Linked DNA regions of Mus musculus: regions 2, 3, 4, 5, 6 and 7 are each linked to region 1. A link is a contact called in public HiCAR-type, HiChIP or PLAC-seq and promoter capture Hi-C data. All regions are on one chromosome and are shown on one strand. The core of a region is the stretch at or near the end of the contact, and the rest is flanking DNA. Distances in the headings are between cores, read along the strand shown.

Region 1 (4,073 bases), core at 924-3,423:
ATCAGAGCCTGATTTTCACCCCCAGGGAAGAGACGCTGGTCCCATCAAGGCCATTCTATCCAGCACCCAGTCCCACTGTCCTACCCAGGAGACTCACCATCACGCTCAGCGGGGTTCAGCTCAGGTAGCCGCCGCACGTGCCGCCGGGGCAGCAGAAGTGTCTGGAAAGGCCACACTGCCCAGAAGGGGACCAGAACTATCCAGTGCTCACTGGTTAGGACCAGACGTTCCTGGACGCACAGAATGGAAGTGAATCGTGCATGTGAGAGGGGGAAGGGCACAGGCCGCAGGGAAACAGAAGGCTCTCACTAGCACCTACCCTAAGCCACCATAATATTCCTTTAGGTGGCTGCTAATGTCCTATCCCCCTTTAAAGCACGTCTCTCTGTGAGGGTAAAAGGTCTGGTCTACCTTCCTGAGGAGCTCTTGGTGACCATATTCCAATAACAAAGGTTTTCCATGCTGGCTGTGATAGGTCTGCTGGGATCGCTCTTCACGCTGGGCGATATCTGGCAGGAAGCTGCTAGCCCAAACCTGTCAAAGGGCAAGCACAAAGAAGAGCAGGCCAGCCCATTATCTCTGAGCCTCCGAATTACCAATGTATTTCTTTTGCCCTATCTCTTAATCTAGTAGTCCTGTCCACAATGCCGGTGGACTCAGCCAAGAAAGCCATTAAGGCCTGTCACATACTTGCCTGGCAGTGGGGATGGGGGTTAGAACAGCCCATCATGGCTCCTTTATTTTCAAAGATCTATTGGGTAGAAAGGAGAGAGATATTCAATAGTCACACAGACATCAAGTCAACCCCTCCTCACCATACCCTGTGGAAGCAGTAATGGTTCTCCCCCAAACCAAAGTTACACCTCCCCCTCACAGACCTGCACCCAAGGGTACTGGGCACCCAGCTCCTCTGTGACTGAGGCCCATGCATCGATGACAGCTCGGATCTCAGGGACAGACATGAGTGGCAGCGTCACATCCGACCAGGGGTGGAAGCACATGACCTTACTAGGTGGTGAGGGAAAAATGACATAGGGAAGTGGATTGGGTGCTAAGGGCAGGGCCCAAGCTCAGGTCTTCGTCTTCAGACCTGGGCTGGAGGTTGTAAGAGGGGAAACCCAAAGTTACCAAACTCCTCTGGCGGCCTCTGCTCGGAAGAGAGGGTGGTCACTGGGTCCTGGAATAAAGGAGTATTACTCTCTGTAGCACAGGTACCCGGGTCAGACCCAGTCTCCCTTCTCCCCAACAGTGGTTAAATTGAGGGTACCTGGATCCGGAGCATCGGGCTGCAGAGCCGGGAAGTCATTGTCAAACAGAAAGGTACCATCATAGTGGGGATTCACCTACTGACAAGAATAGGCTAGAAATACTACCTGACGGAATTCAAGGGCTATCCAGGCTGCAACGGGGGCGAGGAAGGCCCCACTCAAAGGATCAAAATTGCTTGCCCGGAAATGACCCAAAAGGAGGCGCACTGCTCCCCCTTGTGGGCGAAGGGTAGTAATAAGGAAGAAGGATTTTTTTCCTATCCCAGTTGGTGGCTGTGTATTCGGGCTTACCTCCCCATTAGCTCGTGTGGCCCCGGGACACAGAGGGTTGAGTGGGTCGTGGCGGGGCACTGTCTTCAGAAGCTGGGGCTCCACTTGTCCTTGCCAGGGCCGCTTCATGCGATGAGCCGACACTAACACCCACTCGTCCTGGAGCGGGTTGTAGCGAATATGCTGGTGTTCTGGGGAGAGACAAGGATCAGTCAGCAAAACTCCCTGTCTCTCTCTTCCCCGAGTGGCTCTAATGCCCTAGCAGGCCCAAGTACAGGGACGCTCGGTCGGCGCAGTGTTTCTAGAAGCTATAGGCTGGCGGAGGGGAGTTAAAGGGTTAAACGCTTTCCGTGCCACACGGCCTGCAAGCCCCTCCTTCCCTCGCCCGCCACCCTGGCCTCGGGTAGGAGTGCCGACCTTGACTCTGGGACTAGAACTTCCTACGGAAAAGGAAGGCTCGGCTCCGCACCGTAGCGGGTCCAGGCCGCCCAGCAATTACCGCTCGCCCGGAAGGTCGCTGCCATGGCGTCCGCCTCTGAAGCCTGCTGGCGCTGCTCAGGATCGGCTCCGCTATGCGACGTGAGGCCACACGAATTGACCTAAGGTACACAAGGTGAGCGCCCCATTCCATGTCTCCCCCCGCCCACCCTGGATGATTGGCTAGTCGCCAACACGTGACGGTGGGGGCACAGCCTGCCACTTGAGGGCGGGGCTCGGGACCGCCACGCTCACTTCCCCAGGTTGTTTTGATGATTCTCCTGCACACCGGATTGTAGCTACTTCTCTGGAGAGCATCTGTGAAAACTGGTTGCTGTGTCCATTCGTCCCGCCACGGATTCGGGTTGCTTGCACGACATTAGGGCTATTTATTGGAGCATGACATATCAGCTTCACCACTCAAGGACACTCCTGCCAGCAGCCTTTAACTGCCAATAGTCCATCAGAAAGGGCGGAGCCTCGTGAGTGCACCGCCCCCCAAACCGGTAAGAAACCTCTATGGGTCCATTCTCATGTTTTGTGCAGGTAACCACAGGTGTAGTGAGTTCTTGTGTTTGCACATCAGGCCCTGTCCTGTTCAGAAGACATCGTTTTTACTGAGCATCTTAACCGTGTGCCAGGCACCTAGGTTCTGTGTGGAGCATAGAGACGCCCTGTGCAAAGACCAGCAGCATTCTGAACTCATGACCTGGGTCACCTGCGGAGCTGCTGTGTGTGGTTAAGATGCAAGTTGTGGAGAGGGGGTGGAGGTGAGGAACTTGATCATACTATAGATGAAGCCTGCAGCCTGGCCCTTCAGGTATTGCCCGGATGTGTGAGTATTTCACTGTAACTATGCCTCTAGCCTCAGGAGCAGAAATAAGGTTAGATAAAGAGAACTGAGTAAGTATAGGGTGTGGTGGTACACACCTGTAATCCCAGCACTCCAGAAACAGAGACAGTAAACTTACAAGTTCAAGTTCAGCCTGCGCAGTTATACATAACAAGGCCCAATCTATATAAAAGTAAACCAAACGGCCAGTGGTGGTGCACACCATTAATCCCAGCACTTGGGAGGCAGAGGCAGGCAGATTTCTGAGTTCGAGGCCAGCCTGGTTTACAGAGTGAGTGCCAGGACAGCCAGGGCTACACAGAGAAACCCTGTCTCGAAAAAAAAAAAAAAAGTAAACCAAAAGACAGTAATGTGTGTGTGTGTGTGCGCGCGTGTATGCGTTTGTGCATACATACCAGGCACAGTGATGCATTTGCCTATAGTCTCAGCTACTCTAGAAGCTGAAGCAGAAGATCAATTGAGCCCACAAGTTCTAGACCATCCTGGCCAATATAGTGAAGCCAATTTCAAAAACAAGCAAAAGGCCATCAGTATTTGAAGGGCAGAGACAGGCATATCAATGAGTAGCCTGGCTACATAGAACATTCTAGGCTGTTGAGGTTTGGTCTGTTGCTATGTATTATGATGCAAAATACTGGCTGGGGAGGTGGGGAGCTGGAGAGATGGCTCAGGGATTAAGAGCACCAACTGCTCTTCCAGAGGTCTTGAGTTCAATTCCCAGCAACCACATAGTGGCTCACAACCATTTGTAATGGGGTCTGTTGCCCTCTTCTGGTGTGTCTGAAGAAAGCAATGGTGGTGTACTCATATGTATAAAATAAATAAATAAATAAATAAATATTTTAAATACTGGCTCCCAAGGTCTGGTCACTCCCACAGACAAGGACATTCTCATCTATACCAAGTGATGCTATGCATCCTTGCCCCTCAAGTTATCCCTGATTGGTTAACAAAGATGCCTACAGCCTATAGCTGGGCAGGAGAGAAGAAGAGAAATAGGCAGGACTTCAGTTCCCCCAGCTTGAGGGTATATAGCAGAGGGGGGTATGGGGAGGAGAGGAGAGGGAAGGGGAGGGGAGGAGGAGGAGGCGGGGGGGGGGGGGGAGGAGAGGGAGAAGACACTATGGGGTAGGATCCTGAGAACTGGCCATGAGGGCAGACCAGTTGGAGTAAGAGCAGCCCAAATGGGACTTAGCAAGTCACAT
Region 2 (4,073 bases), core at 1,019-3,518, 1.3 Mb before region 1:
GTGTAATATCTCACACAGGGAATGCACTCATTCAGATGGCCAAGGCCAGCCTAAGCCTCAAAGTGGGACCCCACCCCACCGCCCACCAAAAGAGCCAAGAGAAGCTAAGGGTATAAGATCAGTAGTTAAGTCATGCTTAACACGAAGGACACTGAGTCCAAACCCCAGCAAACAAAGGAGAAGCAAACCAGGCATGGAATCACAAACCTGGAATCCCAGAATTTGGGAGGTAGGACTGACTCTAGATTGAGGCTGGGGAGAGACAGACGGAGACAGCAACAGTTTAAATAGCAGAATATCCAGACAATGAAAGCTGACTGATATTAAAGCAAATAAAAACAGCAGCAGCTCCTTTTCTAGTTAAATCAGATAAATAACTTCTGATTTAAAAGAGCTCCTGCCTAAAGAGCCTTTCATAAGGTCTAGCTCTGTCTGGGGTGGCAGCAGAGAATTAATAAACTATCCAAGAGGCATTTCCAATCCCAACCTCTCTCAAATCCTGCTATTTGGCAGCAGGGATCTAAAGGAATAAATAGACTCCCAGCTGCTGAGGGGAAATGCTTCCCTAAAACCAAAGCAAAATTCTCATTAATGAAAAATCAACCACTAAAAAAAAAAAGAAAAACTGTAGCTCTCATAATCCCCGGAAGTAACCAAATCCTATTTGGGGTTAGTGCAGATTTAATGAGACAGTAGACTAGCACAACCCAAAGCAGTTCCATTTGCCAGCAGCTGGGGGAAACACTGCAATCAGAGGGATCACAAACAACAATGCTTCTAATCCGTACAGCCAAAAGAAACATGAACTCTTAGCTACCCTGTAAAAGTGACAGGAAAAGGCTCTGGGAAGGCTCTAGTGGATAAATACGCTCTCACAATCAAACCACTTTATCTCATTTTATTCAACAGATATATGGCTTGTAATTTGAATCTCCCAAGATCAAATTCAATCAGCAATCCAAACCCTACTTTTTCTGGCCAGTTAATCTCTCTAAAATCACAGTTCTTGCATTCATTCAAAATTTCTACGGAGCTTGGCACTCGGAATACTATTTTGTAAAAAATAAAAACACCAGCAACACAGTCTCTAGAGCTAAATTCAGGGCACTGTACCTCACATGACTTAAACTCCAAAGCTCTGGTTTTATAAAAAGCTTCCTGTAACCCCAGTCCTCGGGAGGTGAGGTGGTTAAATCACAACTTCCAAACCAGACTGAGCCATACAATGAACTCCAAACCAGCTTGGACTATATAACAAGACTGTTGTTTCCAAGAACCATCACACACAAACACATCCCTTCCTGGATGGACCAAGTGTCCTCAGAGAAAGAGCCAAAGCTAAAATAAAATAAACCATTTCTCCATGTTCCACTCCCAAAGGGGAGAAGCCAACACCACCTCCTTCTTCAAAGTGTCATGTGAAAATATAATCTATGCCTTGACACAAACTGAGGTTCAGGAAAGGAGCCGGGGACGAGACAGACAATAGTAAGATGCAAATCAAGAAATAAACTTGAAGGGATGTGACAGCTGTACCACTAACACGGTCAGAGTCATAAAAAGCTGCTACTCCGGGGCCAACTAGTTCCACAGCGCGGGGAGAAGAAGAAGCTGTCCGCTCTAGACAGGCGCCAACCATAGGAGGTCCCCTCAGGTGCCCACTGGCATCGGACCCTTTTCACTGTTTAATAGCATCTGGCAAGCCCGACAACAACGCTGTCTCACGGCTGCCAGAATGGACGGATAACAGTCCGCCGCGGAAGGGGGGTCACGAAGGAGCGGGGGAAACTCGTCGGACCTTTAGAAGTGACTACGAACGCATTCGCCACCCAGGGCAAGCGCGGGGAGCGAAGTTCGGGAGAAGCGCCGCCGGGACACTACCACAAGTGTCCGGGCAGGCGTGGGAGCCGCGGGTCCCGCCGGCCGCGCACTCACCACGCACACAGAGCAGCGACATGGCCGAGGCGCGGACCAGCCTCCGCCGCACCTCGGCGGCGCGGAGCCCGGCCGCTCCCTCTTTTCTCTCAGCAGGTGCCGCGCCACCCTCTGCTGTCCGCCTCGCGGGTCCGGCCGCTCCTCATGGTCCCCGGCGCCCGCCGCGTTCCCCGCTCCCTCGAAGCCGCCCGGGTTCTCACGGTCGGAGTGAGCAGAGGAAAGAGCTGAGGCTCCGCCGGCAAACTGGGGACTGGGCGCGGCCCCGAGGCGCCATAGCTGCGAAGCGTGAGCGACCAGAACTCCCTCCCCTCACTCCGGCTGGGATCCCTGCGAGAGACTGGGCGGAACCAATCCCCAAGGGCTACGCCTCCCGGCCAATCCGCTCGCGCCCAGTCTGCCGACCCCGCCCCCCCGGGAGCACGTAGACTTCGAGGTCCCCCTTCATTTTTCTAATAACCAAGATTGATAGCAGCTCCGCCCACTGAAAGGGCTTCAAAGCAAGGATGGGCGGGGCTGGCCCTCACCTGTGTGAGGCGAGAGTTGAAACCTTTTGCTCCTCCCACGTGCGTGGAGTTTCCACACAAAAACCAGATTCTCTTCATTGAAGACTTGGCAATTGATTTCCTTAATGAGACGAGGCTTTACAGCCGGAGAGAGATTTGCCATAGTAATTACACAAGGTTGCATTAGGGCTATGGCGGCAAAATTCCAGTTCTTCCAGACATAGAGGCTAGGGTATAAGGAATTCAAGGCCATCCTTGGCTACATGGTAAATCTAAGGCTAGCCTATGCTACACGAAGCTTTCTCTCTTTCTCTCTCTCTCTCTTTTTAAGTGTCTTTCCAAATGTTAGAACTACGAATCTGGAGAAGAGAAAAAAAACTGAACCTTAGGGAAGATTTGGAACACACTAGTCACGAGATCTCAAAGATAGTGGGCATTTTAGGGCTGCCAGTGGTTGGCATATTTAACTATTCATCGCAGTTTTTCTAGAGCAAGCAAGGAACTGAAAAGGAGTTGAACTTCTGAATTCTAGTACTGAATTTAGAAAGAACAAACAGAACTGTTATAAAATCAAGGATCCTCCTAGAGAATGCAGAGGCCGACCAGCAAGACTGGAAACTTTGCACCTGGCCAATAGTATAAAACAGTGGGAAACAATCTAATAAAATTGTGAGGTGCACACATTTTAGACCTAAGTAGATACAGCCAGTATGTTGTCTATTGGCATGAACTAAATAACCCCAGAGCTTAGTAGCTTAAAACAACACTGATTATCCGGAACTTTCTGCAGGTCAAGAATCCAGGCACAACTGAGCCGAGTCCTCCAGTTGAGGGTTTTTCAGAAACTCTCAAGTGCCTGCATGACTGGAGTATCTCAGTTCCAACCTCCCTTCTGTGATTGTTGGCGGAACCCAATTCCTCCAGGGCTTGGAATCATAGCCTCAGTTCTTGATTAACTATGGGCCAGCCTCAGTTCCTTGTCACGTAGGCTTGGCCAACAAAGCTGCTTGCACACAGTCTGAGGCCAAGCAAAACATCAGATGCCTGTAATCTCAGCACTTGGGAGGCGGAGGCAGCAGGACTAGCCATTCAAAACTATCCTTGTATCCTTGACTACATAGTGAGTTCAGTGGAGCCCTGAACTACATCAGACCCTGTCTTTAAAAAAAAGAAAAGAAAAAGAAAAAGAAAAAGAAAAGAAAAGAAAAGAAAAAAGAGAAAAGAGTAAGGAGCTGGAGAGATGGCTGAGCAGCTAAACTCATTTGCTGCTCTTGCAGAGGGCCCAGCTGTGGGTCTCAGCACCCACATGGGAGCTCATAACTGTCTGCAACTCCAATTACAGAGGAACTCATCTTTTTTTTTTTTTTAAAGATTTATTTATTTATTATATGTAAGTACACTGTAGCTATCCTCAGATTCTCCAGAAGAGGGCATCAGATTTCGTTACGGACGGTTGTGAGCCACCATGTGGTTGCTGGGATTTGAACTCGGGACCTTCGGAAGAGCAGTCGGAGCTCTTAACCACTGAGCCATCTCGCCAGCCCTGATCTCATCTTTTTTTACTTTTTTTTTTTTTGCCTTCACCTGTGTCAGTCATACACATAGTACAAACAAACACGAAGGCAAACATTCATA
Region 3 (4,073 bases), core at 775-3,274, 1.3 Mb before region 1:
AAATTGACTATTTGGGTGTTTAAAGCTTCGGTCCTTCCATACCCTGTCTGCTCTGGGTACTTCATGTGCCTGTCCCCTCCCTTGGGTTTCCCAGGCCAGCTTAGGTAGTTAGGGAGGAACCAGAGCTACCCTGAGATTGTCCCAAGTTCCCAGGCAAGTAATGCCAGCGTTGCCTCCCTGTCCTGGGCAGGGGCCACTTATTATTTTATTTATTTTTAATTTATAATTTATTCAAATTGGATTGCCTTGGTGACCTCCCAAACCTGATAATTGGCATCACCCCACTCTCAGATATTGCTCCAACCTCAGGACTTGAAGAAGCTGATGTCGGGGCAAGGGGAGAGCTGCTCTCCTCTGGCTAAGGGCAGAGGGTTTATTCCAGAGGAACTGAGTCACTTAGCCAAAGACTCAGCTTCCCTCGGCTTTCTCTATTCCTTTTCCCTTTCCTGCCCTTCAACCCATCTTCGAAAGCCTGTATGTGTGGTGTGTGTGTGTGTGTGTGTGTGTGTGTGTACAGCTGTGTGCGTGCATACAAACTTGGGTTTGTGTAGGGTGTGTGTGTGAGAGAGAGACAGAATGTGCATGTATGTGTAACACAGGGGTTTAGCCACCTCTTACCTAGGGCTCAGACTCACTTGTCCCTCTCCTCCTGCCTGTGTCTCCTTGCTTTGGTGTCCTGACTGAGGAAGGTGTCCAGGGACAGAGTCAGGCCTAAGGACTGGGGAACCTCCTCTCACCTGACCAGACTCTGACCCACCTACCTCAGCTGGGATGAGGGGTGCCCCTCATTCAGTCACATGGTTCCCAGTTACTCCACTCCTCACTTAAGACTCTGACCCAGCCTCAACCCTTAACTCTTGGGGCTTGGCTGAGGGGAACAAGCATTTGCTGAAACTTGAAAAACAAAACAAACAAACAAAAAAATGGGAAAAATTGTACCTGGTACATTTTTTAAGGAAAAAAAAAAGAATAAATTCTTGTTTGGAAACTTGAACTAACCTCTACTTTTTTTTGTGTTCAAGAGGATGGAGATGTGGGGCCTAAAGGGAGCTGGAATTCTGGCAACAAGCTCAAACCCATGAGATCTTAGGCTGGGATGAGCTGAGTCTTGGACCATAGTCTTAGTCCTTTTTGTATAAGGTGCTGGGGGCTGGGTGGGTAAAGTGAAGCTACAGAGGCTAAACTCTGAGAATCTGGATTCTTACACTGATTCTGTAGTTTAGCCCCATCAGAACCTCAGTGTCTGTATATGTAAAATGAAGGAGGAGGAGGAGAATGAGAAGAAGGAGATGAGGGGGGATACAGGCCTCTTAAAGCTTGTATTTGAGAGAGTGTCAGAGACCTGAGCAAGGTTGATGTGTTTCAGACAAAAATGAAAGGCTGAGGCTCTTTGTTTCCCTCTGTATGTAAGGGGATCATGCCTGACCGTTTCTGGCTCAGAAAAAAATATGAAAAAGAGCTGTTGATGCCTTGGGAAAAGAGGGAAGGGAGAAATCTCCGCCCAGTCCTAAGGTAAAGTTAGGCCTCCTAGTTACCATGACAACGGGAATGGGGTCAGTCCCCAGTGGGAGAGCTGGGCACAACAGCATGACTACCCAAGAATGTCACTATGGCAACCACGGGCAACTACTGAGCGCCAATCCAATCCATTGTCGTTATGGTGACAGATTAGGACAGTTATACACGAGCTGGAGGGTAAACTGAGTCACGGCTGTGGGTACAGAATTTGGTGGGCGGTGTTCCTGTACCACTTGCGGACGGAATATTGCCTCAATTTCTACCACAATGCCCAGGAGCTTCGTAGTTTTTGAGAACCAGAACAAACTTGCACTCTCGGGCTCTCTCTTCAAAGCCTACGTTTCCCAGGGAACGATTTGACGGACGCCGACTAGTGGGGATGGGAGGGTGGACTAATACGCCGGAAGTACGTCGGGCGGAGTGGACCAGCTGAAGGAAGGGCTCGGGTTCAGGCTTCACAAGAGGCCGCTCTGCCCCACCTCTCGTTGGTTCCGGAGGTCGCCGAGGCTGTGGGAAATGCTGGCGCGCGCGGCGCGGGGCACTGGAGCCCTTTTGCTGAGGGTGAGAGCGAGGCAACCTTCACCAGAGGCTCGGGACCGACATCACCTGGGTCTTGAGCTGGGAAGGAGTGGGCTTCTAACTTTGGGGGAAGGACTGTGGTCACAGGTCATGGTCCCCACGTGAATCACTCTCCGGGGACCCTTGGGGGGGGTGTCGAGATCTAGGGAGAGGGATTTAGGGATCCGCGCCTGGTCCCCAGCCTACTCTCGTCTTCCTTCAGGGCTCGGTGCAGGCTTCTGGCCGCGTTCCGCGCCGCGCCTCCTCTGGACTGCCCCGAAACACCGTGATCCTGTTTGTGCCTCAGCAGGAGGCCTGGGTGGTGGAGCGAATGGGCCGATTCCACCGGATCCTGGAACCGGTGAGAACCTCTCTTGCCCGCCCTCAGCCAGCCAGATCGTCTGATCGTTTACTCGTGTGGAAGTGGGACTTCCGTCGGGGCCTGTCTGCACTTCTAACCTGCGAGGACCAGTTCTAGCAGAGCCCAGTCTCCTGAACACCACCTCCGTGTTTCCCCGCTTTCCTAATACCCTAGTGACCCATAGGCTTCATTCCTGGAGCTACCATACTCTAAAGGCAGCAGCTCTTGCTGGCTTCCATTCTTGACATTCATAAGCCTAGTCTTATCTTTTTGTACTCTTAGGTTTCCCTACCAGTGACACCCCAGCCTTTGAGGCCATGATAGGAGGGATTGCTTCTCTATGTTTATACGTGACTTACTACTTACTCCAGACTTAGCTTAGAGTTCAAGTTTACTAGCCTCACCCTTCTGAGAATCTATGGCTCCTCTTCTCAGGGCCTGAACGTCCTGATCCCCGTGTTAGACCGAATCCGGTATGTGCAGAGTCTCAAGGAAATTGTTATCAACGTGCCTGAGCAGTCAGCCGTAACTCTTGGTGAGAGCGATGGGGTGACAGGGATGTGCTAAGTGCGCTAGGATGTGGTTGCTATAGATCCAGGGCTTAGGAGAAAGAGCTGGTTGGGACTTAGAGGTCTGACCGACAGTTTTTTTCTCTTCTGTTTGCTCCTGCAGACAATGTAACACTACAAATAGATGGAGTCCTTTATCTGCGCATCATGGATCCTTACAAGGTATCTGCCCTGGGTTTATCTAGTTTTCTGAACTGCCTCTTCCTTAAAATCCTGCATCTTCAGTTCTGATCCTATACCTGCCCTTTCAGGCAAGTTACGGTGTGGAAGACCCAGAGTATGCTGTCACCCAGTTAGCTCAGACGACTATGAGATCAGAGCTTGGCAAACTCTCTCTGGACAAAGTTTTTCGGGTAAGCGGATCTGGGCTGGAGTAAGGGCTTAAGTGCATAAACTGTTGACTCTTTCCTGGGGAGCAAGGTTAGCCAGGGGCCTTCCCAGTTTAGGCTTTTGATAGAGACACTGACTTGTGCTGCTCACAAGTTCTGTTCATCTAGGAGCGTGAGTCCCTGAATGCCAACATTGTGGATGCCATCAACCAGGCTGCAGACTGCTGGGGTATCCGATGCCTGCGATACGAGATCAAGGACATCCATGTGCCACCTCGAGTGAAAGAGTCTATGCAGATGCAGGTAGGGAAACAGATTGGGTTACTCCAGTTCCACTGGGACTAGAATCCCCTATTGTGGGAGATAGAGTTGTATGTAAGTCCTGGTTAGAGATTCTCCTGCCTTCTTTTTGATGGGGGTCATTGGGGCTTTCAGGTAGAGGCAGAGCGCCGGAAGCGGGCCACAGTTCTAGAGTCCGAAGGGACACGAGAGTCAGCTATTAATGTGGCAGAGGGGAAGAAACAGGCCCAGATTCTGGCCTCCGAAGCAGAAAAGGCTGAACAGATAAATCAGGCGGCAGGTGAGCAGTGGGTGAGAGGCAGAGGGAGGAGCAGGGCCCAGGGCTTTAAAGATAACGGCTGGGACAGAGGCTTTGGGCTTCTCTAATTGCATGGGTCAAACTACTGTGTTTGGTTTTTTTGTTTTTTCTTTTAGGAGAAGCCAGTGCAGTTCTGGCCA
Region 4 (4,073 bases), core at 838-3,337, 1.3 Mb before region 1:
GTTTGGATTGTGGTTTTCAGAGTCTCATGTGGTCAAGGCTGGCCTTGAATTGTTGATCCTTTTGTCTCAAGTTTTGGTCTACAGGCCTGTCACCCTGCTGCAATTAGAGGCATGCACTATTACTCCCAGCCTGGAATCAAATCCCCTGGTATTGCAGTTTGCAATGGTAGTAAACCAACATGTGGGTGCTGGGAATTAAATCTATATCCTTCACAAGAGCAATGAATACTCTTACCCGCTGAGTCATCCCACCAGCCATTAAATAAATTAATTCTCATGAACAATAAATAAAAATGAAAAATGAGTGAACTGGAGAGATGGCTCAGAGGTTAAGAGCACTGACTGCTCTTCCAGAGGTCCTGAGTTCGAGTCCCAGCAACCACATGGTGGCTTACAACCATCTGTAATGAGATCTGGCGCCCTCTTCTGGTGTGTCTGAAGACAGCTACAGTGTACTTACATATAATAAATAAATAAATCTAAAAAAAAAAAAAAAAAAAAAAGAGCACTGACTGCTTTTCCAGAAGTCCTGGGTTCAATTCCCAGCAACCACATGGTGTTCCACAACCATCTGTAATGAGATCTGGTGCCCTCTTCTGGCTTGCAAGCATACATGTAGGTAGAAGAAGAACACTGTAAATAAATGAGTCTTTAAAAAAATAAAAAATAAGAATGGTGAACGTTGCCACGTATGGTCGAGGCAGTGTACACCTTTAACTCCAGCACTTGAGAGGCAGAGACAGGCTAATCTCTGTGAGTTTGAGGCCAGCCTGGTGTACAGAGGGTGTTCCAGGGCATCAGGGCTACACAGAGAAAGCCTCTCTGGAAAAGAAAAAGAACACAACAACCACCACCACTGCACCCCCCCCCCCCCGCACCTCCACCCAAAAAAGAAACAACAACAACAACAACAACAACAACAAAACTCTCATTGCCTGCTGGATAAGATGGTGCACACCTGTAATTCTAGCACTTGAGAGGCTCAGGCAGGAGGATCACCATCAGGTGGAGGTTGCAAAGCCAGTACCAGGCCAGCCAGGATTACACAGTGAAACTCTCAAAAATATCATCGGGCTGTACAGACGGCTCGTCTTAAGAGTACTTAGTGCTCGTGCAGGCCCTCAGGCCTGTGTTCAAGGTTGGTTCCCAGTGCCCATGTCAGGTGGCTAAGGACTAAAATTCAAATCCAGGGCATTGGGCATCTCTGCCCATCAGTCCTGCATGCACTCACATGTACCTACCCATAAACAGACGCATAAACGTAATTTTAAAAAACACAAAATAAAAACAAGCCTTCAAAAATGATAACAACAAGGCAAAAGCAAATCTTGTTAAACCTGTGAAAGTGATTTCTTGTTTTCTAAGCTTTTTATTTGGGGCTCTTTTTTTTTTCTTTTTCTAGACAGGGTTTCTCTGTATAGCCCTGACTGTCCAAGAACTCACTTTGTAGACCAGGCTCAGAAATCTGCCTGCCTTTGTCTCCCCAGTGCTGGGATTAAAGGCGTGTGCCACCACGCCCAGCTTTATTTGGGGCTCTTGTATGTCTTTTGTGAAGTGTTTTGAGTTGCTGCTACCATATACATAGTGTCAAGTACTTTTTTTCTCCTTCCTTTCTGCGTAGGAATGTCCGATTCTCCGCGTTTTTTGTTTTTTTGTTTTTCTCAAAGAGAAAGGATGAGATTACCAAGGGCTTCAGTCTCCTGTCCTTAGTTTTCGGGAGACATTTTCTTCCGGGGTTGGGGGGTTGGGTGGGGGTAGGGATGGGTGATGAGGAATCTTTTCTTGGGCGTTCTCCACAGTACTACAACTCCCAGCAAACACCGCGCGGTCCGTCTTCCAGCCACGGAGCGGGGAAACCTGGACTGCCGTTGGTTCTAAGGCAGAGCGCCGCCAGAGACTGGTGCCAAGACCCACTCCTCCTAAACTAGCCTCAACACTCTGACCCCCGCGGAGGCCCTGCAGACCCAGCAGTTCGTCCTTGGCATGTGGCTGGCCTCCTGTCTCCCCGCCTCCTTGTTCCGGGTTTCTTTTCAGTTTCCCGCGGAACCGTCTCTTGAAGACAACCAACCGCGGCCGAGAGTGTTGCAGCTTGGCCAACCACAGGCGCGGTGGGTGGTGGCGGGGACTGAGAGGTGGGTTTCTGGTCAGGGAGAGCAAGCCCGGCTGCGACCCGGGGGGAGTCCGGTGGGGTGCAGAAGTGGCTTCTTGCGGTTAGGGTGAAGACACCGGTGGGACCAGCCTCCACCCATGAAAAGACCCCTTCGGGTAACAGTGATCTACCTCGGCGACAATGTCCAGCCAGGTCATTCCAGCCCTCCCCAAAACATTTTCCAGTAGCCTGGACCTGTGGAGGGAAAAGAACGACCAGCTTGTTAGACAGGCTAAGGTAATGTGGTTGCTGGGACTCTCACCTTGTACCCTCAAGATGTCAGAAAGCGGCTTTGTAATGATCTCACCCTAGTCTAGGGGGAAGGAACAGAGCTTGACCTCCGTCCTTAGAAACAGAAGTGACAGGAATATGTGTCCCTCCCTGTCTCTGTTACAAGGGAGAAAGACTGATCCTTAATGCCTCCCTACATAATTTCAGCAACTCACCAGGGATTCTCGTCCCTCTCTGAGGCGACAGCAATCGGCCCAAGACACACTGGAAGGGCTTAGGGAACTCCTCCTCACTCTACAAGGTAAGAACGACCTTCCAGAAGGTTCAGTTCCCCCCTCAGACCACCCCGCAAATCACCAGCATTCAAAGATGAGCTTCTTTTACGAGGTTCTAGGATTGAGGTGATTTTCCTAGGGCTTATGGAGTCCTGCGTAAAGCCCAGAAGAGACTGGGTGGGATTGTCTTTCAGTAGCTTAATTCCTTCTTCTTTTCACACACACACACACACACACACACACACACACACACACACACACACACACACAGGAACATTTGAAGAGGTGATTTTCAGGAGATTTAGAGAACTTCCTGCTCTTTCCAAAGTTGTCTGAGCAAAAACTGAATTCCTTCTTGAAGCCTTGGTTGGAGTGGGGTTGGTCTCTGGGTTGGAAACCATTTGGGCTGTGTTTCATGGGACAGCCTGTGAGACCAGCATCCTGTCGCTCCAGGACTCCCTGCTGCTGTCCCCGCTCTCCCCTTGGAGCTGACTGTCCTCTGTAATTGTATAATCCTGAGGGCTAGCCTAGTCCAGGCTTTCACTGAAGATCTTACCCAGGATCTTCAAAGGGGCCTCGAAAGAGGTAAGGTCTCCTCTGCTCCTGGTAGTTTCAGTTTGGATTTAGGGATGAGGCTGGGGGGTGAGAGGAACATCTGTCCACGGAGACAGATGTTCTTTTCTAATCCTCTGTATGTTCCTCAGACTAGGCAGGTGTATTATTGTAGTCTTTGGGCTCTTTCAGAAAGGAAAACCCAGAGAGTATAGGGAGATGAGAGATGGGTGTGTGTGTGTATGTGTGTGTGTTTGTGCTTTACAGTGCTGGAGGCCCAGCATCACCTGGAGCCCAAGTCACAGCAGGGACTCAAGGAGCTGTGGCACTCTGTCCTCTCTGCTTCCTCCCTTCCACCGGAGCTGCTGCCTGCCTTACACTGCCTGGCCAGCCTTCAAGCTGTCTTCTGGATGAGTACCGACCACCTGGAGGACCTGACCTTGCTGTTACAAACCCTAAATGGCAGCCAGGTAACTGGGGAAATGAAGATGAATGTACCTCCCCACACCCCCAAATCTCCTAGGGCTTCAGACATGCTAAGCAAGCACTCTACCTTTTCCATCTTCCCTTCCTGCCCATCTTCCTGTTTTCTAATGTAATTTTATGTGTTTGAGTGTTTGACTTGAATATATGTATGTGTACCATGTTTGTGCCTGGTACCCATGGAAGTCAGAAGAGGGGGTTGGATCCCCTGGAACTGGAGTTAAAGAGCCACTAATTGGGAGCCATCATGTAGATGCTAGGAACTGAAGTTGGGTCCTCTGTAAGAATAAGTGCTCTTAACCACTGAACCATTTCTCTAGTCTACTTCCACTTTACAACACACACACTTTTTTTTTTTTTTGGAGACAAGGTCTTACTATGTA
Region 5 (4,073 bases), core at 975-3,474, 1.1 Mb before region 1:
GAGCGGGTGCAAGGCTTGCAGAGTTTGTTGATTTCTGCCTGGGTAGAAGTCAGAAAAACAAGGCCATAGAAGCCTAGAGGGCAACAGAAGCCACTGGAAGCCAGAGCCTGTCGACGGAAAGCGATAACACACCATGGGATGCGCTGGCAGAACACGTCTGCACTCCTGGCATTTAGAAGCAGGGCGCGGAAGTCCATGAGTTCATGGCTGGCTTGGGTGACACGTTGAGACCCTGTCTCAAATAAAAAGTTATAGAGACTAACTACATGAAGGTCTGTGATCAGAAGATTGTGGGTTTCTAAATGTATTCACATATGCATTAGTCTACCCTGAAGTTTACTTAGGTTTCGTGGGTACCTTATAGATGTAGATTCAGGGTTGTATAATGTGCCTGTGTTTTGACTATGACCTGTCTCGTAAGATTAGATATGTAATCTTCCATGTGTGGTATCATGCTAGAATTTTTTTTTTTAAATTCAGATTTTGGAATACTTTGAGTTTCGGATTGAGGTTTGTCAACAGTAAAAGAAACCTGCTACTTTGTAGGCATGTGGGCCTGCTGCTAAAGCGCTGACTTGCACTGATTATCTGAGTTGCTTTTGTCTCACTGGGATCAAAATATCTGATGAATAGGAGGGTGGGATTTGTCTTGGCTTACTTACAGTTTTAGTTTCTAGAGTGGGGGAGCATGGCAGAGTGGATCAGTCTGTGGCAATGGGAACACGAGGCAGTGGCTGTTCCCATGGTGGTGGGCCAGGAGGTAGAGAAAGAGCCTAACCAGACCTATAACCTGCAAAGGCCTGCACTGGTGAACCCCTCCCGAGGTCTCCAGAGGCAAAAGTGTGAGACCGTGAGGATATTCCAGACTCAAACCTAACGCTGCTTTTCACTTGACGCTTGCTAGTGAGTGAGTACACTCATTCCTGCACGTTAATATTTGCAAATTCATAAAAGATGTGGAAATGGCTTGAGTCCATCACATGTTCAAGTGTGACTTTTCCGAAATTTTCCTTAATCTAAAAATTGGTAAGAGATGTTTGAGAAAAACATTCATTAATTCATCTATCAAATAATTTCCATAATATTCTTCCTTGTAAGTAGTAAAAAAGATAAAAAGTCCTCATGACCAAAATTTTAAAAATACTTTTCCTTTTGCTGATATACTTAGCATAAAATAAACTCACCATTTTAATAACTTTTCTTGGTATTCATGCATTCATTATGTTATTTTGGTGCTTGGGGTCAAGTTAAAGCCTTACATCCGCTGGCAAAGGTTCTCCTACTGAGTTCCATGGCTGCCCCTTAATTGTTTGTAAGTGCGAAGTTCAGAAGCATAAAGGACACTCAGTATGGCCGTCACCACTGTACATTTCCAGAACAGAAAGTATCCCTGTTAAAACACCATTTCATACTTTCTCTGTCTCAGGAAAGGATGGCTCTTGCTTCAATACTGGGTATCAGTCATTGCCTGACACATTAAAATTACGCTTTTAAGATTTAGCAATGTGGGCTGGTGAGACGGCTCAGCAGGTAAGAGCAGTCAGTGCTCTTCCAAAGGTTCTGAGTTCGAATCCCAGCAACCACATGGTGGCTCACAACCACCCATAATGAGATCTGACGCCCTCTTCTGGTGTGTCTGAAGACAGCCACAGTGTACTTATGTATAATAATAAATAAATCTTTAGGCCGGAGTGAGGAGGGACTGAATGAGCAGAGTTGACCAGAGGTCCTAAAAATTCATTTCCTAACAACCACATGAAGGCTCATAACCATCTGTACAGCTACAGTGTACTCACATACATAAGAATAAATAAATAAATCTTTTTAAAAAAGATTTAACAGTGTAATGCCTAACCCTGTTCTATGATTTTGATCTATCTCCCCAGTACAGATGATTTAGTTTATGGTATTGCTCTTAGCCCCCATCTTGGCAGTTGCCAGATTGGAATGAACAGGGAACAGAGCTATTGCAGGAAGCCCTATGCCCAGGGAGTAGGAAAGCACAAAGGGAAGATGCCATCGACGACGGCAGCAGCTTTCATCACAGGCGCTGCAGCCCCTGGAGACAACCACACACCCTCATCTGGACACCGAATCACCACTTGAGTTTATCCAAGATAGGGAAAGGTTTGTAATTCTGCGCCTGATTTGTGGAACAAGGGCTCTTTGTGATGTAGTTTGGTGGCCTGGTTATATCTTCTGTGAGGCAGAGAGCCAAACTCTAGAACTCAGGGGCATTGCATTCTAACACCCTGGAAGCCCAGGGGAGGGATGAGTAGGAAAGTCGGATAATGATGGTCCCTTCTTTTATTCTGTGGGATGTGGGATCCTCGGTATATACATATGGATCTCTCTTCATTATTGCATTGATTATTTGGCATGTGAGAAGGAGCCACCGAGGATTAAGGTTGGGACCTATCAAGAGCTGTACCAAGGTAGGAAAATACTGTGACCAGGCCTAAGCATGTCGTTTAAGGAAATTCATGCCCTCCACATCTCTCGGTTATCTTACTTTTTGGTTTTTCTTTTGTAATAAGGATTTTTTTTCCCACTGGGTCCCAGCTCTGTTGGTTGGTGGACATTTATGTCCTTTGATAACTGAAGTCCTTTGGTTACTAGTGTTACTCATCGATTAATTTGTTTCACGGTTCTTCATGCCCCTCCCCCCCTCCGAGTCCACCACAGAACTTATCCATGAGATGGGATGGAGGGTATAGGGTGTGGGAGAGCCTCTAAGCGAGTCAGAAACAAGAGGAGAACATGAGCTGGGGTCATGAAATGAGGGAGAGATGCAGGGACCATAGAGCTGGATTACAGACCGTGACTTGGGGAGACTTCAGGATTTTGTATCACTTTCGACGTGGAAAAAAAAAAATTGACGTCTCCGCTTCATATTGTAATGCTTTTTGTCTTTCAAGTGTTTCCGAAGAATCAAGCAAAAGCCTAGTGATAGAACGCTAAGAGGTAAATCCTGACTCCTTTGGCTCCCTACCCCCGTGGCTGAGGGTTCCACAGATCACCTTCTGTGATGACTGGCCCCAGAAGCCAGTCTCCAAGCCCTCAAGACTGTAAAATAAACAGTGAGAACTAATGAAGACTTACGTGGGTGGGGAAGAGGCCGGGACGATCCCATCTTCTATCTGACCTCACGTCACCTCCGCCTTTCCCACAAGATGGGCGCTGTCAGAGCATTGACGATCACGTGGAATTAGATTTAGGACAGCAAGCAATGAGTTTAAGTTGTACTCTGAGCATGCGCTCTGGGGGTTGCCAAGTCACGTGTCCTTCAAAGTCCTTCAGCTTCACAGCGGTTGCCCCCTCAGCCTTCCCTTCAGCCTAACGCTGTGTCCTCCTTTAGTTAAGAAGAGGACAACCAAGGAAGAAACTGAGAAACTGCAGAAGCTGCTCTCTAACATGAAAAGGTGACCTCTAGCTCTCTGTAGTCTCCCAGCTCCTAGCTTTGATGTGGTGATCGCTTAGCCTAGCCTTCGGTGAGGGAGGAGGGTGGAGGTGCTGACTAGAGACACCATGGAGTGTGTTAGTCTGAGCTGTGAAGCTTGCCAGAGCAGACAGGCTCGTAAGTTTCAACAGGGAAGTGGCATCCATTTTACTGTAGATCCCTGTAGGTCTGCAATTCAGGGTTAATTGGTGATGGCATTGCTCGTGTTGAGTCAGGTGTTTCAGTCAAGAGAATAGGTTTGGCATAAGGAAGCCATTCCTATCGTATCTCTTTCCAACTTCATCCTTTCCAGGGTAGAACTCTAGGTCTGGCTGAATTCCATGATCTCGTCTCTCTTCCACAGGCCAGTTCTCGGGATACTCTCAGTCAGCTATTTTATATATATTTATATAAATTTATTTATTTATTTTTAGGATTTTTATAGAGTAGAAATGACTCATGAGAGATGTTGGGGACAGCAGCGGGGCCACCCACAGTTCTTAGAAATGAGGACCTCAGTTCGGATATACCGTTTACCAGGCACCGGATTTCTTAGCTCCCACATAAAACTGATTCAGGCCTACTGTGGTGGTGACCTTGGTGGCTCCCCATCAGCTCATCACCTGACACCCAT
Region 6 (4,073 bases), core at 687-3,186, 1.1 Mb after region 1:
CTTCTGACCTCCTCAGGCACCAGGTACACACATGGTGTACAGACATACATGCACGAAAAACACTCACACACATTAAAAATCAATAAATTAAAAAAGAATATGGGCTGGAGAGATGGTTCAGTGGTTAAGAGCACTGACTGCTGCTCTTCCAGAGGTCCTGAGTTCAATTCCAGCAACCACATGGTGGCTCACAACCATCTGTAGATGGGATCTGATGCCCTCTTCTTGTGTATCTGAGGACCGTGACAGTGTATTCATATAAATAAAATAAATCTTAAAAAGTATTAAAAAAATAAAAACCCAAAGAAAAACATTAGCCTTAAAAAGGATCTTTTGACTTGTGCCACATTGTAGATGAAACTTGACACCTAGCTAAGTGAAAGAAAATGATTACAAAAACCAACACTACATGATTTCACTTAAATGGTATTTCCAGATTGGTTAAACCCATGGAAGCTAAGAGCAGAATAGTGGGGCTTTAGGGTGACAAAAATTAGTAGTTGTTTGATTCATAGAGAAACTGAAAAAATTTTGGTGCGTAGTCCCCTAGCAATGTGAACCCCAGTGAATGTCTTAAGTGCCTGCCACGCCCTTGACCGTGCATTGTTCCAAACAACCTTGCTTTTCTGGTCAGTGCACTGCAGACAATGGAATAGACCTAATACAGTGGCTAGGAAAACTCTGCTCAATTCTGCACAAATGACCCAGTTTAATTTTTAGCTGTACGAGACACAATGGAGACTGCGTAGAAGTCTTGGCTAAGAGGCCTAATCCTGAGGGAAAACGCAAACTGTCGGGTCACCAGATCTGCCTTGATGTCTTAGGCAGTTATGGACCACGTTCTCAGCCTTGAGGTTTGTACAGCTTGAGATTCCTCCTCCCTTCCTGCTCTGATCCTAACATACACCCGCATCTTCTTTGTCAACAAAAGCACGGCTTTCCCTTGCTCTCAGGGACATCCTCCCATCCTGTCTTGTCATCTCCATCAGACAGTGGAGCCTGCTTTTTCAAGAAAACAATAGTAACCCATTTGATCAAGAAACAAAAGAGCTCTTAGCTGAGAGTGGGGACGAAGACCTGTCATCCCAGTATTTCAGAGGTAGACGCAGGGGATCTTGAGTTTGTGATTAGTCTAGGGCACAGTGAAACCTTGTCTAAACAACCCCCCCACCCCCAAAAAAGGGGGCCTCCGTAAGGTTCAGTTTCGACTGCGTTTCAGATTCTACACTCTGATTTTACTCACGAGATAGGAATTCTTTCATCTGCCAAGAAGTCTTTAGTGATTTACAATACAAGACTTTCAGGGAACGTCCTGGAATTGCTATAAAAATCAGTACACATATGTCATCCCAACCTCCTGCTGATTGCCCTCAGTTCATTTAGAGAAGACATCATAAAAAAAAAATCTTAGCAGGGTTCCTCTGTCTCTCTCTTCAGTCTTTTTTCTCCTTATAGAGAGAAAGAAAAGTGTAATTTTAACGTGGGTGGTAAGGCACTCCAGCCTGTAGTTTAAACGATGGCTTCAAAGCTGTGTTTGGTAGCTCACATCTGCAATCCCAGCACTGGGGGAATCTAAGGAGATTCTCGCGAGTTCAAGACCAATTTGGGCTACAGAACGAATTTCTCTCACTACCTCCAACCTCGTTCTTTCCCTTTCAAAGATGGCTTTAACTTATAGCAAGCTTCCTGAGGAGGAAGTGCTAAAAGGCGACATGGCTGCGTAGATGAGCCACAGAAGACTGCTGTCTGAAATCTCTCCGGATTCAGACAACCGGGAGGCTGCGAGCAAAGGAGCTATCCTCACGGGGGACAACTAGCGGCTAGCGCCACTGTTCTACCTGGGTATCGGGCGAGAAAACGTTCCAGCCAATTCTCGAAAAGATACTGGAATCATCACCGGTTGCTAGGCAGCCGTTTGTGACGTCATCTCTCAGCACCGGAAGCGGCGAGGCGCAGTAGAGCAGCGTGAAGTTTGTGGGTGTCCACAGTCGAGGTAAGTTAATGGTCCGCCTGCCTTCGTAGTTTGCTGGGTTAGAAGCGGGCAGGGGCATTTGGCCCGGGCTGCTAACTCGGAGCGGTGACCTTGAGGGTGGAGTTCGAGGTTTCTTTCTTCTGGGCGGATTAGGCTCCACCCCTTGGTCTTGCTCAGGTGGGCGTGTTTCAGAGTTTTGTTTCCGCCGCATTGTTCCGGCCTCCCACCCTCCCCGCCCCCCATCCCCACCCGGCTCCTGTACCTAGTTGGCTGCCAGATCAGCATGAAAAGATTTAGAGATAAGAGTGGACAAAGTCCATGCAGCGGGGCTGTTCAGCCTGACAGGAAAGTGTTTCTGCCAGAAACGCCTTCCAAGAGTAACTCGAGGTGCACTAGCAGTGTCCCCAGCGGGCCTTAAGAATGCCGGAAGCAGTGTAAGGTCTTTCTCTTTACAATGCAGAGATTCAACAAAGCAGGGGTTTTTGAAATGACACCAATTTGGAATTGCTGGGTAATTACTTTTGAGAAATCGACATATATTGGGGATTTCGTAAGAGGCCCTTCCTCCCCACTTAATTTTAGAGGTCTCCTGTAGCCCAGCTGGCCTCCTCAAATTTCTGATCCTCTTGTCCCTACCTCCCAGTGATGGGATACAGGCGTTTGCCACTGGGCTTGGACAATTTTTTTTCTTCTTCAAGATGGGTAACAGTATGTAGGGTAGTCTAACCTCAAACTTCTGGATATCCTGTATTAGCCAGGAGCCATGCTGCATTCTTGAAAGATGGTATGTGCAGGTAAAGGTGCCTGCATGTATGTCTGGGGAGGGAAGAGTGAGGATGTTGGCCAGTGGAGCCAGTCTGTGAAATACTTAGCCTAATTCCTCTGAGAAATTAGAAGCTGAGAGTCTTAAGTTCAAGTCTGTGTTGGACATTAGTCCACACTCACTTGTGCTTATGCAACTTTAAGTTTAATTGGAAATTCAGTTCCTTACTTGTGTTAATGGCCCTTCAAAAGCTCAGTTATCAGTGTGGCTTGAAGGTTTACTACATTTCCATTGTTGAAGAAAATTCTTGTGCTAACAGCGCTTCAAGATAGATTTCTGGCCTCATGTCACTTGCCCTGTCATTTGGGTTTCCTAACGTCATTGTTTGTATATGCTAGGCCCAGGGCGTGGCACTAATAGGAACTGTGGCCTTGTTGGAGTAGGTGTGTCACTGTGGGTGTGGACTTTAAGACCCTTGTCCTAGTTGCATGGAAGCCAGTCTTCTCCTAGCTGCCTTCAGAACAAGAGGTGGAACTCTCAGCTCCTCCAGCCCTATGTCTGCCTGAACACTGCCATGTTCCCACCTTGATAATAGTGGACTGAACCTCTGAACCTGTAAGCCAGCCCTAATTAAATGTTGTCCTTATATGAGTTGCCTTGGTCATGGTGTCTCTTCATAGCAATGGAAACCCTAACTAAGACACCTAGGACTCAAAAATAGCTAGGTGGGGTCTGGTGAGATGGCTCAGCAGTTAAGAGCACCTTTTGGAGGTCATGAGTTCAAATCCTAGCAACCACATGGTGGCTCATCTGTAATGAGAAACAAATAAAGAACCTATGGGCCGGAGAGAGTGGGCCCTGGAGCAAGCGGGATTGGAGCAAGAGGGAGAAAAGGGAAGGGGAAAAAAGAGCTGGGTGGTGTTGGTGGTACATGACTTTAATCCCAGCGGGAGGCAGAGGCAGGTGAACCTCTTGAGTATGAGGACAGCCTTGTCTATAGTTCCAGGACAACCAAGGCTACACAAAGAAACTCTGTCTGGAAAAAGGAAAACCAACCAACCAGAATTAATCAGGGCATAGTAACCAGTGGTGTAGTCAGCAAATGGGCCATTGCAGAAGGGAGAGGGAATGGTAGAATGAACTTCTGTTTTGGGGCATTCTACTTTAAACAAACCCAGCTATGTTCTTGTATTCTGCAGTCATTAATTCCTACAGATTGGGTCTGGAGGCCCAAATGGGCCAACCTGCTGTTTAAGGTTTTGTGTAAGCATTGTGCAGTAACTGCATCAGCTCCACAGGAAGCAGTGCATCGGAGCATCACAACTTAAGAACTTTGTG
Region 7 (4,073 bases), core at 772-3,271, 1.0 Mb after region 1:
GCTCAGGGTTACTTTTCTAACAGAAAGGGCCACTGCACTTACCACTGGGTTCTAAGAGCAGGTGGTATTATCCAAGGGAGGACAGGGCTTAGAAACCTAAGTTAGTACACTTTGTTACCCCCACTGTTTGGGAATCTATGGGGTTAGTTATACCTGCTTTTTGGCTTAGCTATTTTTTAGTTACAGAAAATCTCAATGACACCAGAAGTCAAAGACAGTTCACGGACAGAGTGTAACATCATACCAACGTGTAAACAAGCATTTGAATAAATTCTCAAGTCTTTTTTTTCCGCAGCAGTTATTTCGTTCTAGCTGCAGGTAAGCCAGATTTTTCTTACCTCTCCTTTCTCTTTGCATTCTTCCTCCTCCTCCAAAGAACATATCAAAGATATCCATGGGTGAGCCAAAACCACCACCTGCTCCGCCCTCTTTAATCGCCTGCTCCCCTCCTTTATCATATAGTTCCCTTTTTTTGGAATCAGCAAGAACTTCATAAGCTTGAGAAATCTGTTTAAACTGTTTCAGAAAAGGACATCCCATTAGAAACAACTGTTACAAAGCACAGCTACGGTAGACTTTAAGGCACGAACAGAAAGATACACACACTGCAACACTGCTGCTGAGCTGTTTGCCTGTGCCCTTACCTTTTCCCCTTCATTTGGATTCTTATCAGGGTGGTACTTCAAGGCCAATTTTCTATATGCCTTTTTCAATTCTTCCTGGGTGGCATTGGGTTTTACCCCCAAAACATCGTAGTAAGTGGTTTCTTTCACCATTTTTTACAGCCTGAAACCAGAAAATGGTAATTTTAAACCAGCTTTAAACTTTTGTAGAAAAGATCCAACTGCTTCTGCCTCCTGAGCACTGGGATCAAAGGTGTGCGCCACGACTGGCTCTTAACGGGTAGTCTTTAACTACCAGAGCTAAAGCAATCTGTTCTTTTGCATTTATTTCATACTAATACAGCCTTCCCTACGCGTCTTAAAAGGTAAAAAAAAATTCCTGATATGATTCAGCTGTAAACTCGAACAGATTAAAATATAGATTTCAGGGAACGCGAAGGAAAGCCTCTCTCGCAGCTGGTTCAGACTCTACTGCACTAACACATGAATTATTTGGCTTCTTCCGGTTTCCTTTCCCCAGAGGTTTTGCTAGTAACCCACAGCAGCACTGATAGGTTCCGTCCACTGGTTAGTACATTACCGCTGCCTTTGTACATCTGATAAAGGCCATACCCTCGCCGGAAAGCGACACTGGACTCCCGGGGGTGGAGGAGTGGCTTAGGAGACCGGCTCCAGGGAGCAGGTGCCCGGGCCCCGTCGCCATCCTGCTCCTGCTCGCTCGCAGCTTACCCACTCTCGCCCCGCAGGCCTGGAAGCTGGCTCGCCCTCTGGGTTTCCCGGGCCCCCCGGCGCCGACCGTTAAGGCTTCCTTCCTTTCTCCCTCCCACCCTGATCGAAAAGGCGGAGGGGGGGGGGAGGTCGAACCTCAACAAAGAGAGGGAGGAGAGCCAGGAGAAGCGCAAGCCGCAGCCTCCGCCCGGCTCCTCCCGCAGCCCCTCACCCCTGCCTTGCTCCGCGCGTGCGCAGCGCTGCCCACCCGGCCCGGGCGGCGGAGCGCGGGGGTACGCAGCAAGGAGCATGAGGCGGGAGGCCAATTGGCTTGGGCCTTGGACCTCCTCGAGGCGTGCGGGCGGGCAGGGCGCCGGGCATTCCCGGCAGCCTTCCGAAGCCCGAGGCCGGCTCAAGGAACCCGCAGTCCCCGCCCACGCGGGACCAACCGCCTCCGGCTGCGCCTTCCCCGGCTGTCTGGGGTCCAGACCGCACGCCGCGACCGAGGGAGGCCGGAGACTCACCGGTGAGCGGGCCGGCGCCGGAGAGCGGAAAGGAGCGGAGCACAGCGCAGCTCAGCCACACGCTGCTCCTCCACCACCCACCGAGCGTTCTGGAAAGTTCCGCCCGGCCCGCCGCAGCCGACCTCTTTTGTAGCCGAGCCCCGGCGCGTCACTTGCCGGAAGTCCCGCCCCTCGCCGCTGCCACCGCCCCTCGGTTACCTGGGCAACGGCGCGGGGGCGGGAAGTGGCTGCGCCCAAGGGCCTTGTGGGGGTGGACTCAAGCCCGGGTTCCCGAGCCTCGTAGAATTTTCTAGAGGCTTTTTTTCTTATTGCGAGGAACCAGAGTGCGGAAGTCTTGAGGTGGAGAGGTCATGTCCCAGAGCCCGTAAGCCGGGGACGAGTGCTTCAGGCGTTGTGCGCGCTGTGCTGAAGGGGATTGGTGGAACCCAGCCCTGGCTGCGAGTCTGATTTTCTGCAGCTCCAGCTCCTTAGCTCTGAGCCTTGCGGGCAAGAAATGCTGAGCAAGGCGGGCCTACTCCCTAAACCAGCCTCGCAGGCTTTGGTTTCACCCAAGCGCACTTATGTCAGAGCTTTTTGGACGAGCCTGGCCCAGGCTTCAGATCCTTTTGGCTCTGACGACTTGGGCGGAGGGAATCTGGGACTTCACCAAACAGGAAAACATTTAGAATGCCTCATGCTAACGGAGGGTCATGGTCTTCCACCCAGTTTGGCCGCAGAGGAGCGGCCAAAAGCAAAATTAATTGCTTTAGCTTATTGTTTTAATTCTCTGACCGTTTTTATTTCCAGTTGGTGACTCAAAAATCTATAGTTGGCAAAGTTGAATCTTAAGCTTTCAAAGGACAGAGTGAATGTTTTTCTTATTCACTAACACAATAGATACATCAAAGAAGTGGAGGTGTAAGCTTGAAAGAGTTCACATATTTTAAAGATTTATTTTGAATCCTCTGTGTGTGTGTGTGTGTGTAGGTGCCCAAGGAAGCCAGAGGCATGGAGTCTTAAGTCTGGCTTCAAATTCTGAAATCTCCTGTCTCTGAGCAGTTGTGAAGGGTGGTACATGCTCTTAACCGCGGGGCCTCTTGCTTGGACTTTCGTTGGAAGTGGAACAAGCTAAAAACTTATAAGAGAAATCACAAAATACAGGTCAGCAGGTGAACAAGAAGCAGTTAAGCACACTTCCTAATGGAAGTGCAGAGTGTGGGATGAGATTCTTTAAATGTTCGTTTTATTGTGTGTTTCTAGGCTTGTGGACCATTGTAGTTCTCTCGTACCTTTGCACGGGCAACTCAAGTCTTCAGTGCGTTACCAGCTGAGCGGCTGTCTCAGTGCTTTATGGAGATCACAGGTAATTGGATGTAGCCAGAGCTAAGGGAGCTGGAAAGGCTGTCTTCAAACCTACCCAAAGACATCTTTAGCTCGTGGTCTTAAAAACCTCCGGATTTTGGGATTTCTACCTTGAGCTGTCCTGCCTCTCCACCGTTACTGCTTTCACTAAACTCTGTTGTGGTCACTAAAGCTACGCCACTTCCCTTACAGACTTTTTGATGATGTGCTGTGGTTTTGGTTGAGAAACATCTTTTCTCAGCTTACGTGTTACCCTCTCAGATATCACATCTATCAATAGGTTACGTCTTTAAAGCAGGGGCTCTTTACCTTCCTAACGCTGCGACCCTTTATTACAGCTCCTCATGTTGTGGTGTCCCCCAACCATAAAATTATTTTCATTGCTTCTTCATAACTGCAATGTTGTTACTGCTGTGAATTGTAATATAAATATGTGCCAAAGGTTTTCCGAAGGGATCAAAACCCACAGGTTTGAGAACTACTGCTTTAAGCCAACACTTTTGAGTAAAATATCTACTATGCCAGGCATACTCTAGGCCTTGCCAATACAAAACTCTTGTAAGCCATGGCCCCTACTCTCAAGGAACTTAACTCGTAATGAGATTAAAAACCAGAATTAAAAACAAAAAACCAAACCAAAACCATCCAACCAACCAACCAAAATTGCAGGACTAGGCTGATAAAGTCTGCCTTTAATCCCAGCACTCTGAAGGCAGAGGTAGGCAGATCTCTAATATAGAGGCCAGGCCAGTCTACATAGCAGGTTCCAGGGCAGCCAAAGCTACAGAGTAAGAAAGACCCTGTCTCAAAACAAATCAAACAAAAAACCTCGAAAATTACCAGCAACTTCATATGTGATAATTTTGTGTGGAAATGA

The links. Promoter capture Hi-C pulls out the DNA fragments that hold promoters and counts their contacts. HiCAR-type assays count read pairs that join an accessible place to other places. HiChIP or PLAC-seq counts read pairs in DNA pulled down with a chosen protein or histone mark.
Region 2: a promoter capture Hi-C map of liver shows a contact between it and region 1, with 2.7 times the contacts expected there. The contact joins the promoter of Unc13b here to the promoter of Galt in region 1. A contact is called at or near these places in 6 of 39 promoter capture datasets (embryonic stem cells, hippocampal neurons, liver and 2 more), 1 of 484 Hi-C or Micro-C datasets (B cells), 5 of 115 datasets of contacts at active chromatin or transcription factors (astrocytes, embryonic forebrain, embryonic stem cells and 2 more) and 2 of 9 other capture datasets (embryonic stem cells and liver).
Region 3: a contact with region 1 is called in a promoter capture Hi-C map of liver, with 5 times the contacts expected there. The contact joins the promoter of Stoml2 here to the promoter of Galt in region 1. A contact is called at or near these places in 9 of 39 promoter capture datasets (the C10 cell line, the HPC-7 cell line, embryonic stem cells and 4 more), 1 of 15 datasets of contacts at CTCF or cohesin (embryonic stem cells), 1 of 484 Hi-C or Micro-C datasets (B cells), 6 of 115 datasets of contacts at active chromatin or transcription factors (astrocytes, embryonic forebrain, embryonic limb bud and 3 more) and 3 of 9 other capture datasets (embryonic stem cells, liver and pancreatic islet).
Region 4: an H3K27ac HiChIP or PLAC-seq map of embryonic stem cells shows a contact between it and region 1, with 4 times the contacts expected there. The contact joins the promoter of Fancg here to the promoter of Galt in region 1. A contact is called at or near these places in 8 of 39 promoter capture datasets (the C10 cell line, embryonic stem cells, hippocampal neurons and 3 more), 1 of 15 datasets of contacts at CTCF or cohesin (embryonic stem cells), 1 of 484 Hi-C or Micro-C datasets (B cells), 6 of 115 datasets of contacts at active chromatin or transcription factors (the 230-238 cell line, T-cell acute lymphoblastic leukemia, embryonic stem cells and 2 more) and 2 of 9 other capture datasets (liver and pancreatic islet).
Region 5: a HiCAR-type map of astrocytes shows a contact between it and region 1, with 7 times the contacts expected there. The contact joins the promoter of Fam205c here to the promoter of Galt in region 1. A contact is called at or near these places in 2 of 39 promoter capture datasets (the C10 cell line and the HPC-7 cell line), 1 of 484 Hi-C or Micro-C datasets (cortical neurons), 7 of 115 datasets of contacts at active chromatin or transcription factors (the SCID.adh cell line, astrocytes, embryonic stem cells and 2 more) and 1 of 9 other capture datasets (embryonic stem cells).
Region 6: a promoter capture Hi-C map of pre-B cells shows a contact between it and region 1. The contact joins the promoter of Aptx here to the promoter of Galt in region 1. A contact is called at or near these places in 5 of 39 promoter capture datasets (cranial neural crest, erythroid cells, liver and 1 more), 3 of 115 datasets of contacts at active chromatin or transcription factors (large pre-B cells, microglia and pancreatic cancer cells) and 2 of 9 other capture datasets (adipose tissue and liver).
Region 7: a contact with region 1 is called in a promoter capture Hi-C map of liver, with 7 times the contacts expected there. The contact joins the promoter of Dnaja1 here to the promoter of Galt in region 1. A contact is called at or near these places in 6 of 39 promoter capture datasets (cranial neural crest, erythroid cells, liver and 2 more), 1 of 484 Hi-C or Micro-C datasets (B cells) and 3 of 9 other capture datasets (adipose tissue, liver and macrophages).

The regions. Positions count from the first base shown.
Region 1 is chr4:41,753,617-41,757,689 of GRCm38.p6, reverse strand. It overlaps Galt (galactose-1-phosphate uridyl transferase), which reads right to left and starts at 2,173. Exons shown (of 11, transcript NM_016658.4): 1 at 2,038-2,173; 2 at 1,560-1,729; 3 at 1,268-1,343; 4 at 1,129-1,177; 5 at 879-1,008; 6 at 695-751; 7 at 412-534; 8 at 98-230. The coding sequence starts at 2,062. It overlaps Gm42274 (predicted gene, 42274), which reads left to right and starts at 1,918. Exons shown (of 2, transcript NR_155499.1): 1 at 1,918-2,521.
Region 2 is chr4:43,057,148-43,061,220 of GRCm38.p6, reverse strand. It overlaps Unc13b (unc-13 homolog B), which reads right to left and starts at 2,268. Exons shown (of 40, transcript NM_001384106.1): 1 at 1,936-2,268. The coding sequence starts at 1,957.
Region 3 is chr4:43,029,335-43,033,407 of GRCm38.p6, reverse strand. It overlaps Stoml2 (stomatin (Epb7.2)-like 2), which reads left to right and starts at 2,024. Exons shown (of 10, transcript NM_023231.2): 1 at 2,024-2,079; 2 at 2,300-2,437; 3 at 2,873-2,972; 4 at 3,110-3,168; 5 at 3,258-3,359; 6 at 3,504-3,638; 7 at 3,771-3,915; 8 at 4,050-4,073. The coding sequence starts at 2,035. It overlaps Fam214b (family with sequence similarity 214, member B), which reads left to right. Exons shown (of 9, transcript NM_001253353.1): 9 at 1-994.
Region 4 is chr4:43,008,315-43,012,387 of GRCm38.p6, reverse strand. Fancg (Fanconi anemia, complementation group G) reads left to right here and starts at 2,087. Exons shown (of 14, transcript NM_053081.2): 1 at 2,087-2,386; 2 at 2,588-2,681; 3 at 3,109-3,240; 4 at 3,475-3,677. The coding sequence starts at 2,291.
Region 5 is chr4:42,872,385-42,876,457 of GRCm38.p6, reverse strand. It overlaps Fam205c (family with sequence similarity 205, member C), which reads left to right and starts at 2,224. Exons shown (of 5, transcript NM_001356379.1): 1 at 2,224-2,435; 2 at 2,919-2,964; 3 at 3,359-3,422. The coding sequence starts at 2,292. It also overlaps a transcript of Phf24 not described here.
Region 6 is chr4:40,701,057-40,705,129 of GRCm38.p6, reverse strand. It overlaps Aptx (aprataxin), which reads left to right and starts at 1,936. Exons shown (of 8, transcript NM_001025444.3): 1 at 1,936-1,993.
Region 7 is chr4:40,720,416-40,724,488 of GRCm38.p6, reverse strand. Dnaja1 (DnaJ heat shock protein family (Hsp40) member A1) reads right to left here and starts at 2,021. Exons shown (of 9, transcript NM_008298.6): 1 at 1,856-2,021; 2 at 645-786; 3 at 339-516. The coding sequence starts at 776. Gm6297 (predicted gene 6297) reads left to right here and starts at 1,648. Exons shown (of 3, transcript NR_077226.1): 1 at 1,648-1,857; 2 at 2,822-2,995; 3 at 3,095-4,073. Mir207 (microRNA 207) reads right to left here and starts at 1,572; the gene lies at 1,494-1,572. It also overlaps a transcript of Aptx not described here.